2 separate regions of the Rattus norvegicus genome follow, and region 2 is linked to region 1. Evidence: chromatin contacts called from public Hi-C data. All regions are on one chromosome and are shown on one strand. Each heading gives the region's core, a stretch centred on a gene start, on an enhancer-like site or on the middle of the called end of the contact. The rest is flanking DNA. Distances are from core to core; before and after follow the strand shown. Region 1 overlaps Rtn4 (reticulon 4). Region 2 overlaps Eml6 (EMAP like 6).

Region 1 (3,683 bases), core at 939-3,438:
GTTTTTCTGTATCAGCTGCTAATGCTAAAGATCATATATAGTAAGATTTAAATTGGAAATCACTGAGATGCTTGAGGTGAATGAGTTTTTCCTTACTTTGAAAAAGTGAGGAACCTAGAAGAAGGAACCTATCCTGAGGTGTCTGGGTAAACTTAAAATAATAGACTCAGGCCTGGTCCCCCAGACCTGCATTGTCCTCCCAGACTCCCTTCCCAAATCTGTCACCAGTAACAAATAGAATTCTGATTTCGTGTTTGGCTTTGCTTTTGTTTTGGTGAAGTTTTAAATGTTTTTGCTTATTAGATATCTAGTCGTTTTGGTAAAGAACAGTATTATAATTGGTATTGTTACAGTCTTACTATTTTCTGTTTATTGGCAGAATATGTTGACAAATGAAATCTATAATATTTCATTATTGAGGTTCTATGGAAAAGTTAGATGAAGATGAAGGAAGGAAGGAAGACTTGTGAGTCAGGTCAGGTGTGTGGGAGAGTGATGGAGGAGTGATGGAGGAGTGATGGAAGAGTGATGGAAGACTGATGGAAGAGTGATGGAAGAGTGATGGAGGAGTGATGGAGGAGTGATGGAGGAGTGATGGAAGACTGATGGAAGAGTGATGGAAGACTGATGGAAGAGTGATGGAGGAGTGATGGGAGAGTGATGGAGGAGTGATGGAAGAGTGATGGAGGAGTGATGGAAGAGTGATGGAAGAGTGATGGGAGAGTGATGGAGGAGTGATGGAAGAGTGATGGAGGAGTGACGGAGGAGTGATGGAAGACTGATGGAAGAGTGATGGGAGAGTGATGGGAGAGTGATGGGAGAGTGATGGAAGAGTGATGTCAGCAGCAGAGAGAGACAACTCCACACTGTAACCCAGGTCAGCCCGCAGGTTCTTTTTCAGACAGTACAGGAAAGAAATTTAGACCATACGGTAGGAAGAAAAGATTAAAGACAAAGAGGTGCCTGGGAAGAAAATATAATATACTGTGCTCACAGTTCTCAAAGAATTGGAATTAGCAGCAGCATAGCATTTTTGTGGCTCTCAAGGTACATTTCAAAGGATTGCTCAGAAACTTTTTCTGTACATGAGATTATAGAACTCATAGTTCCTTGGATGGGCTCAAACCTAATAAGATAAACTCAGGAGTTTAGGGTTGCACCAGGAACTAGGACATGCCCTTTTGTTTGTAAGCTGGACTTCCGTTGAGATTCCTAAGAATTTGCAAATGTTAATTTTGTTGGAATTCTTGATTCTTAGTTGGTAAGAGGCTTCACCAGGTGAGCGGCTCTGTTGGGCTCTGTTCTCTTCCCATCCCTGTAGTTTTTCCTTCCTTTCTAATCACACCTGCTTTGTAAGCACTAAGAAGATAGGACCAAGACAGTGACTAGAATATTTTGGATAGAGTAGATTGTATAGGATAATAGTGGAAAGATAGATTTGTAGGATCAAAGATGACAGAAGGTTAGAAGGTCTAGGTCAGATTTCCTGAAGCTTCTCTGTGGTTCACAAAAAAAAAAAATGATTCCTGTGATTCTATCAAAGCAAGTTTATAGGGTCTGGCAATCTGGTGTCATCATTTTATTACTGGGCAGATTTGGAAAACAATCTAGGGGCTCACACTTCAGTTCTAATATGCTTTGATTTTGACTAGGTAAGAAACTTCCTCTAAGTTTTTATAGGGTTCCAGTTTTGAGGTTCTCTGGGGTTTTATGACAAGATGTTCTGGGCCAGGTTGTGTTGGTTTGATGTTTTAAGTAAGTAGTAATAACTGATGACTGGTTCAGAAGGCCATCTGTGGTGTAGTATAAGCTGGAGGAGAAAAGCCTGAGTTTGGGATGGCTGTAGTTATGCCCGGTTTTTACAAAAGAACACCCAGAACCTCCTCATCTGAAGTGGGAATGAAAAGGAAGTAACAGATTTAAGAACAATAAGTGAAGAAATATTTGATACTTCTCATAGGTTGCAGGACTATATGAAGTCACAATCGCAATGAACAACTGTGCTTAGCATCAGATTTCATTTTGAAGGCCAAATTGAGTTCCAGACACTTTGAAGTGATGGAAATGCCAAGCAATGATAAAGAATATACAACAAATGCAAAGTGAGGGTATCTTCTTCAAAAGCTAAAGATAGGGAAGCAAAGCCAGTAGCTCCGAGCCTGCATTAGTGGAGTACCAGGAGAAGTTAGCTCTAACAGCAGTAGAAGGAGCAGGAGGGCGTGGTTTCACCAAGAGAAGACTGGTTGTAGAGAAGCTGTTTAGGATGAAGAAAAAGTGATTACAGACTGTCAGATTTTAGGAGAAAGTGTAATATTGCCTATTTTTACTAGTGCTTTTGTAGATTGGGAAGTTCAACTGCTTTAGATGACCTTCGTGAGAAGTTTCAGTAGCATTAAAATTCAGTTTGATTATGCTTCAAGACTCTTGCAGTCTTCCCTTGTGAACTCGTATAGGGCTTCCTAGTCTTGTCTGGAAGTCATTTCAACTTCTGTGAAAGCTTGAAGTGGATGAGGTGTAGGTGTATGTGCTACTGCTAAGCGGGGAGGAGCAAAGGGCCTGCCCAGGTGCCTGAAATGCTAGCCTTCCCTTGAGCCTAGGGAGGAGTTAGGCTGAGTTTGTCATTAACCAATTTTAAGAACTGCTAATCTTAGGAAAATACCTGTTTTTAATTCTAAATTGAGCTAAAGCTCACTTAAACTTGGTCATTCATTCATTGTCTTTTTCTAGATTTTTCTTTTTTTTTTTTTTGTAAGTAGCGGGACTGCATTGTAGAAAATAGAGAAAGGCTTTTGTGTGTGTGTGTGTGTGTGTGTGTGTGTGTGTGTGTGTGTGTGTGTGTTTTAAAGATTTCTTTATTATATATAAGTATACTGTAGCTGTCTTCAGACACACCAGAAGAAAGCATCAGATCTCATTACACATGGCTGTGAGCCACCATGTGGTTGCTGGGAATTGAACTCAGGACCTCTGGAAGAGCAGTCAGTGCTCTCAACCACTGAGCCATCTCTCCAGCGCCTGGTTCTCACTCTTAAGAAAAAAAGAGCAATAGTCTTATTATATCTACTGTGGGAAAAGGTAGATGTGGTTAGTAGCTTAGTACTGTTAAAAGATTAAATCTCCTGAGACTTCTACTGAGTCTGGTATCCTTTCTCTTAAGGACTGGATTACATACTTTACTGTAGGAAGAATGTTTAAACAGTGAATAGAATTCTCTTTACTTTTTTTTTTTTTAACTTAATCTCATCTCTGTTGGTAGAATTTGGGCTTACGGGTGTTGAATTTAATTTTGCCAGTGTTGTTTGAATTCTTGGAGCTATGTTCTGAGACCAAATTATTCGTCTGTGCTTTATTATAGCCAAGGTTGACTTAAACTGTGTATATAAGGTGCTGTGTGTGTGTGTGTGTGTGTGTGTGTGTGTGTGTGTGTGATCTGTTTAATGGCTTTTACATTTACTTCGTATGCTTGTGAGAGGTGTGATAGGCACTAAAATAATAACGTGTTGGCTTTTCTTATATGTAGCACCACCACCTTGTTTATTTTGTATAAATGTAAACCAACTCAAATATGAAAAGCCATGAAGCATTAACAGAGCCTTGCATACCTGAAAGTGAGAATATTGAAACAAATTTGGGAATGTCTCCTTTCAGACTACAGACTTTGCAAGATTGAGATTTTTTCTGTA
Region 2 (3,715 bases), core at 1,030-3,529, 130 kb after region 1:
ATCACATCATATATTAGGTACAATTTATGGGATGACCATAATGGATATAAAGGTTTACATAAACCATGAATGATGGAAAGTACCATTTTAATAGAAATAGTTATCCTTGTGTTTTCAAAGTTGACAAGAGTGAAAGTAGAGCAGAGAGCGTTTGGGTTCTGTTGGCTACATTAAAATGACTGAGGTATTTATACTGTAAAAGATACATTTTTATTCTTCTCAGTCGTTTAAAGCTGACAATGAAAATATCCAGGTGTTTTGTGCACGCATTAAAAAAAAGTATCTATAGAAATCCTTGTCCTTGGGTGGATCTAGGTAAACACAGCACAGGGTGGGAGGGTAGACCGTGTGGACATGGCAAAGCCCCGGGTAGCACGGAACCATGTCAAGTATGTGCTGCCCAGTAAAGCTGGACAGAGCCAGCTGAGACCTCACTGTAGGGACGGGTGCAACCTGGAGAGGGAGCATTTCAAAGAAGGGTCTTTCTGGCCGGGTAGGAAGACTGACTGATAAGTAGCTTGGCAGGGACAGAGGAAGAAACTCAGTGTCCCCAGGGCAGGCTACCTACCCATGTATGAACTGCAGTTTCAGGCTGTCCTCAGGAGCCTTCTCCCTTTTCAGGAAGGGCACTGCATGGTTTTTCTCTTTACTTTGTTGCTTTAGCTGAGGTAGATCTTCTTTGTAAACCTACAATGACAACAAAGACGCTTAGCCAGTACGCCCTCCTCAGGCCTCACTACAATGTGGGCTTTATGTAACATAGGATCAGTATTACTCTCCCTAATAGAGCAAAACTAACACGAAATCTTTCAAATACCAGAGATGTAAAACGGTTTCCTCTCCTCCTTGATTGCTATTGCTTCCTTAAGTAATTATATCCAGAAAATAAATAAATGAAGTTGATGTTTTAGTAAGTAAGAAAGAAAACAAATTATTGATTAAATATATTTAACTCCATAAGGCAAGACATCTTCGAAGATTCAGATGTTTGTAAAGCAGGAGCTTCCTCAGTTTTCTCTCTAGACTTTTTCTTTGTGGTTTCCTTTCTTTTCTGGCTTTGTGAATTTTGCATATCTGAGTCTGAAATACTCTATGGGTTCAACCAAGAGTCAAGGACTGCTAGTAAAAGAGTATTTTCTACAGTTTAAATGCACATGAAAAATTAAATCTGTTATTTACCTTTCTCATGTTTGATTTTCAAAAATTATTTTAATATGTAAAAAAAAACCCCAATTTATCGGGCTGGAGAGATGGCTCAGTGGTTAAGAGCATTGACTGCTCTTCCAGAGGTCCTGAGTTCAATTCTCAGCAACCACATGGTGGCTCATAAACATCTATAATGGGATCTGATGCCCTCTTCTGGTGTGCTACAGTGTACTCATATAAATAAAAATTAATAAAAAATTTTTAAAAAACCCAAAAACCAATTTATCAGTAATTCTTCATCTTCAGGAAAGAAACATTTCATCTTGAAGTAGAGTAATATAGAAAAGACCAATTTTAGATGCTGATTTATTGATTTCTTAAGCACTGCCTGTACTGTGCCTTTGCCAAGCATGACTTCACTTGCTACTGGGAACAGAATGACCCGGAGACCACACGTTATTGACCTTAACAACATGCTGACTGCTGAGTTTGCTTTTGTGAGATCTCCATTGTTTGCCTGCCCCACCATGTGGTTTTACGGTATCAATGAGAATATAAACTGGACCAGGCATCAAAGCTGTCCTAGTTTCAGTCCACTAGTGATATCTCTCTTCCACTCACACTGGCATCAGATTGCTTATTACGGAAAAATCCCCACAACAATTAGATCAACTACATTACTGAAAAATGAGGAAATATAGCTATAATAAAGTTTCCTTTTAGGACATGGCCTAAGCCATCAAAAAGTAAGTCAGAAGGTTCTTTCATATGCCTTAGATGTAAGGAACTACTCTTCTCATTCTAAAGATAATTATTCATCCGAATGCATGATTCTTTTTATCAGGCATTAATAACTTATCTCAGAGCACTGAATTCTGGGACATTTCTACTGCTTAGAGGATCATATATTATAATATCATGGGCCTCAATTTCTCATCTGTTGAACAGAATAAAAATCTCTCCTCAGGAATAACTTGGGAATATTGTAAATCAATATGTGTGGAAACAATGAAAAATGAATCACAGATAATAAGCAAGCCCAAGGCATGAGTTTCACCAGCCATGTTGTACCACGGTTTCCTAGCAACATTAAATAAAAACCCTCCAGCAAAACCAAGTGGCGGCCCTCCCAGAGCTTCTGCTGTCTGCTTAGGCTTCATTTCTCCTGGGTGTATTGCTCAGTGTTTCTGTGGTATTCTCACTGCTATGGTTACCTTCCTAATTTTTTTTTGCTTTATATTGCACAATACATTTACCAGTTCACAGTCAAAGTGATCTAATTATGAGATTGGTCTGAACTGTCAGCTGCACTGTCTTTATGCCAATCAGACTTTTCCAACACAGAATTAGGAAGAAATGACTATACAAGAAAAGAAGTAAATTCAGTGCTGATACATTAGAAGTGCATAGAGAGAGGGCCACATAAGCATTCTCTTAAAACAAAAGCCATGTGGAAGTGGGCGAGCCACTTGACTAACCTGCCTGGATTTGGATCAGCCACATGAAGACAGTTGGTGTGTGTTAGCAGCCATAGACCTATCTGGTGCATCTCCCTGGGCAGCACTGACAGTTATGTATCTGGAATCCATTATCTTATTCACTCTATATAGAATCTGTTTCACCTATAAACCTACTAACACATGTTACTTATACAACACTTCTACTTTTTATAGACTACAAATACTATATCTATATCAAGGGGAGAAGAATCAAACCCTGGCAATTACCATCATGATATAGATATGTATGTCAAGATTCCTTCCAAGTACTACTGTAACAGCCTCTCCCCCCACTTTCTGCTAAAATGATACTATTTTTTGTGGAAGGGAAACTGGATTCAACTAACCAATTTTTATACAAGAATAGGTTTTTACTGGAAACACTGTAATTGGGTTTACTTTAAATAAACAGATAATGGCTAAGTTGAACAAGAAATGAAGATAACAGCTCTCATGCAGACTACCATTCTTCAAGGTAAAATATACATGTTTTATGATTTGCTAAGGAAATGAGAAAAACTTGCACTTTAGATGCATTTTTCTTTGCAAAATAATAATTATGTAAGTATGTATACAATACAGCTTCATAGGAATCAAAAGGCTCAAATGCTCAGAATTTCTCCTGAAAACTTTGCAACTACCTTCCACTTAATTAAAAAACTAATTTTCGTTTGTTGTTTTTATTTTTATTTTTCTTCCTTTCTTCCCCCCTTCTCTTTAAGATGGGGTTTCTCTGTGGCTGTTATGGAACTAACTATAAATAGACCAGGCAAGTCTCCAATTCACAGAGATCTGCCTACCTCTGCCTCTAGAGTCTTAGGATTGTGCTGCCACTGCCTAGCTAAAAAGTAATCTAATGTGTAAAAGTGTTTTGCGTGCAAACATGTCTGTGCATTCCATGTAGGACTGGCACCTGCTGATGTAGGAGAAGATACAGGATCACCTGGGACTGGAGTCAGAGATGGCCGTGAGTCACTATGTGGGTGCAGGGAGTCCCAGGCCCGATGGAAGAGTAGCCAGTGCTCTTACCCACCAAGCCATCTCTCCAGCCTTTCATGTAAATACTTAAT

What was found. A called contact is a pair of places that touch in the nucleus more often than the background predicts.
Region 2: a Hi-C map of psoas muscle shows a contact between it and region 1, with 2.4 times the contacts expected there. The contact joins two enhancer-like sites. A contact is called at or near these places in 5 of 12 Hi-C or Micro-C datasets (the A7r5 cell line, frontal cortex, kidney and 2 more).

What each region holds. Positions count from the first base shown.
Region 1 is chr14:107,678,158-107,681,840 of GRCr8, forward strand. The region is part of intron 3 of Rtn4 (reticulon 4); the gene reads left to right. All of the region lies in intron 42 of Eml6 (EMAP like 6), which reads right to left. Among named protein-coding and RNA genes, the nearest start is that of Rtn4, 29 kb to the left of the region's middle. Within about 2 kb of position 2,189, at least 1 of the 93 cell types and tissues checked has an H3K27ac peak or open chromatin away from gene starts, as enhancers often do.
Region 2 is chr14:107,806,447-107,810,161 of GRCr8, forward strand. Eml6 (EMAP like 6) reads right to left here. Exons shown (of 44, transcript XR_010057763.1): 14 at 569-687. Among named protein-coding and RNA genes, the nearest start is that of Rtn4, 160 kb to the left of the region's middle. Within about 2 kb of position 2,280, at least 6 of the 93 cell types and tissues checked have an H3K27ac peak or open chromatin away from gene starts, as enhancers often do.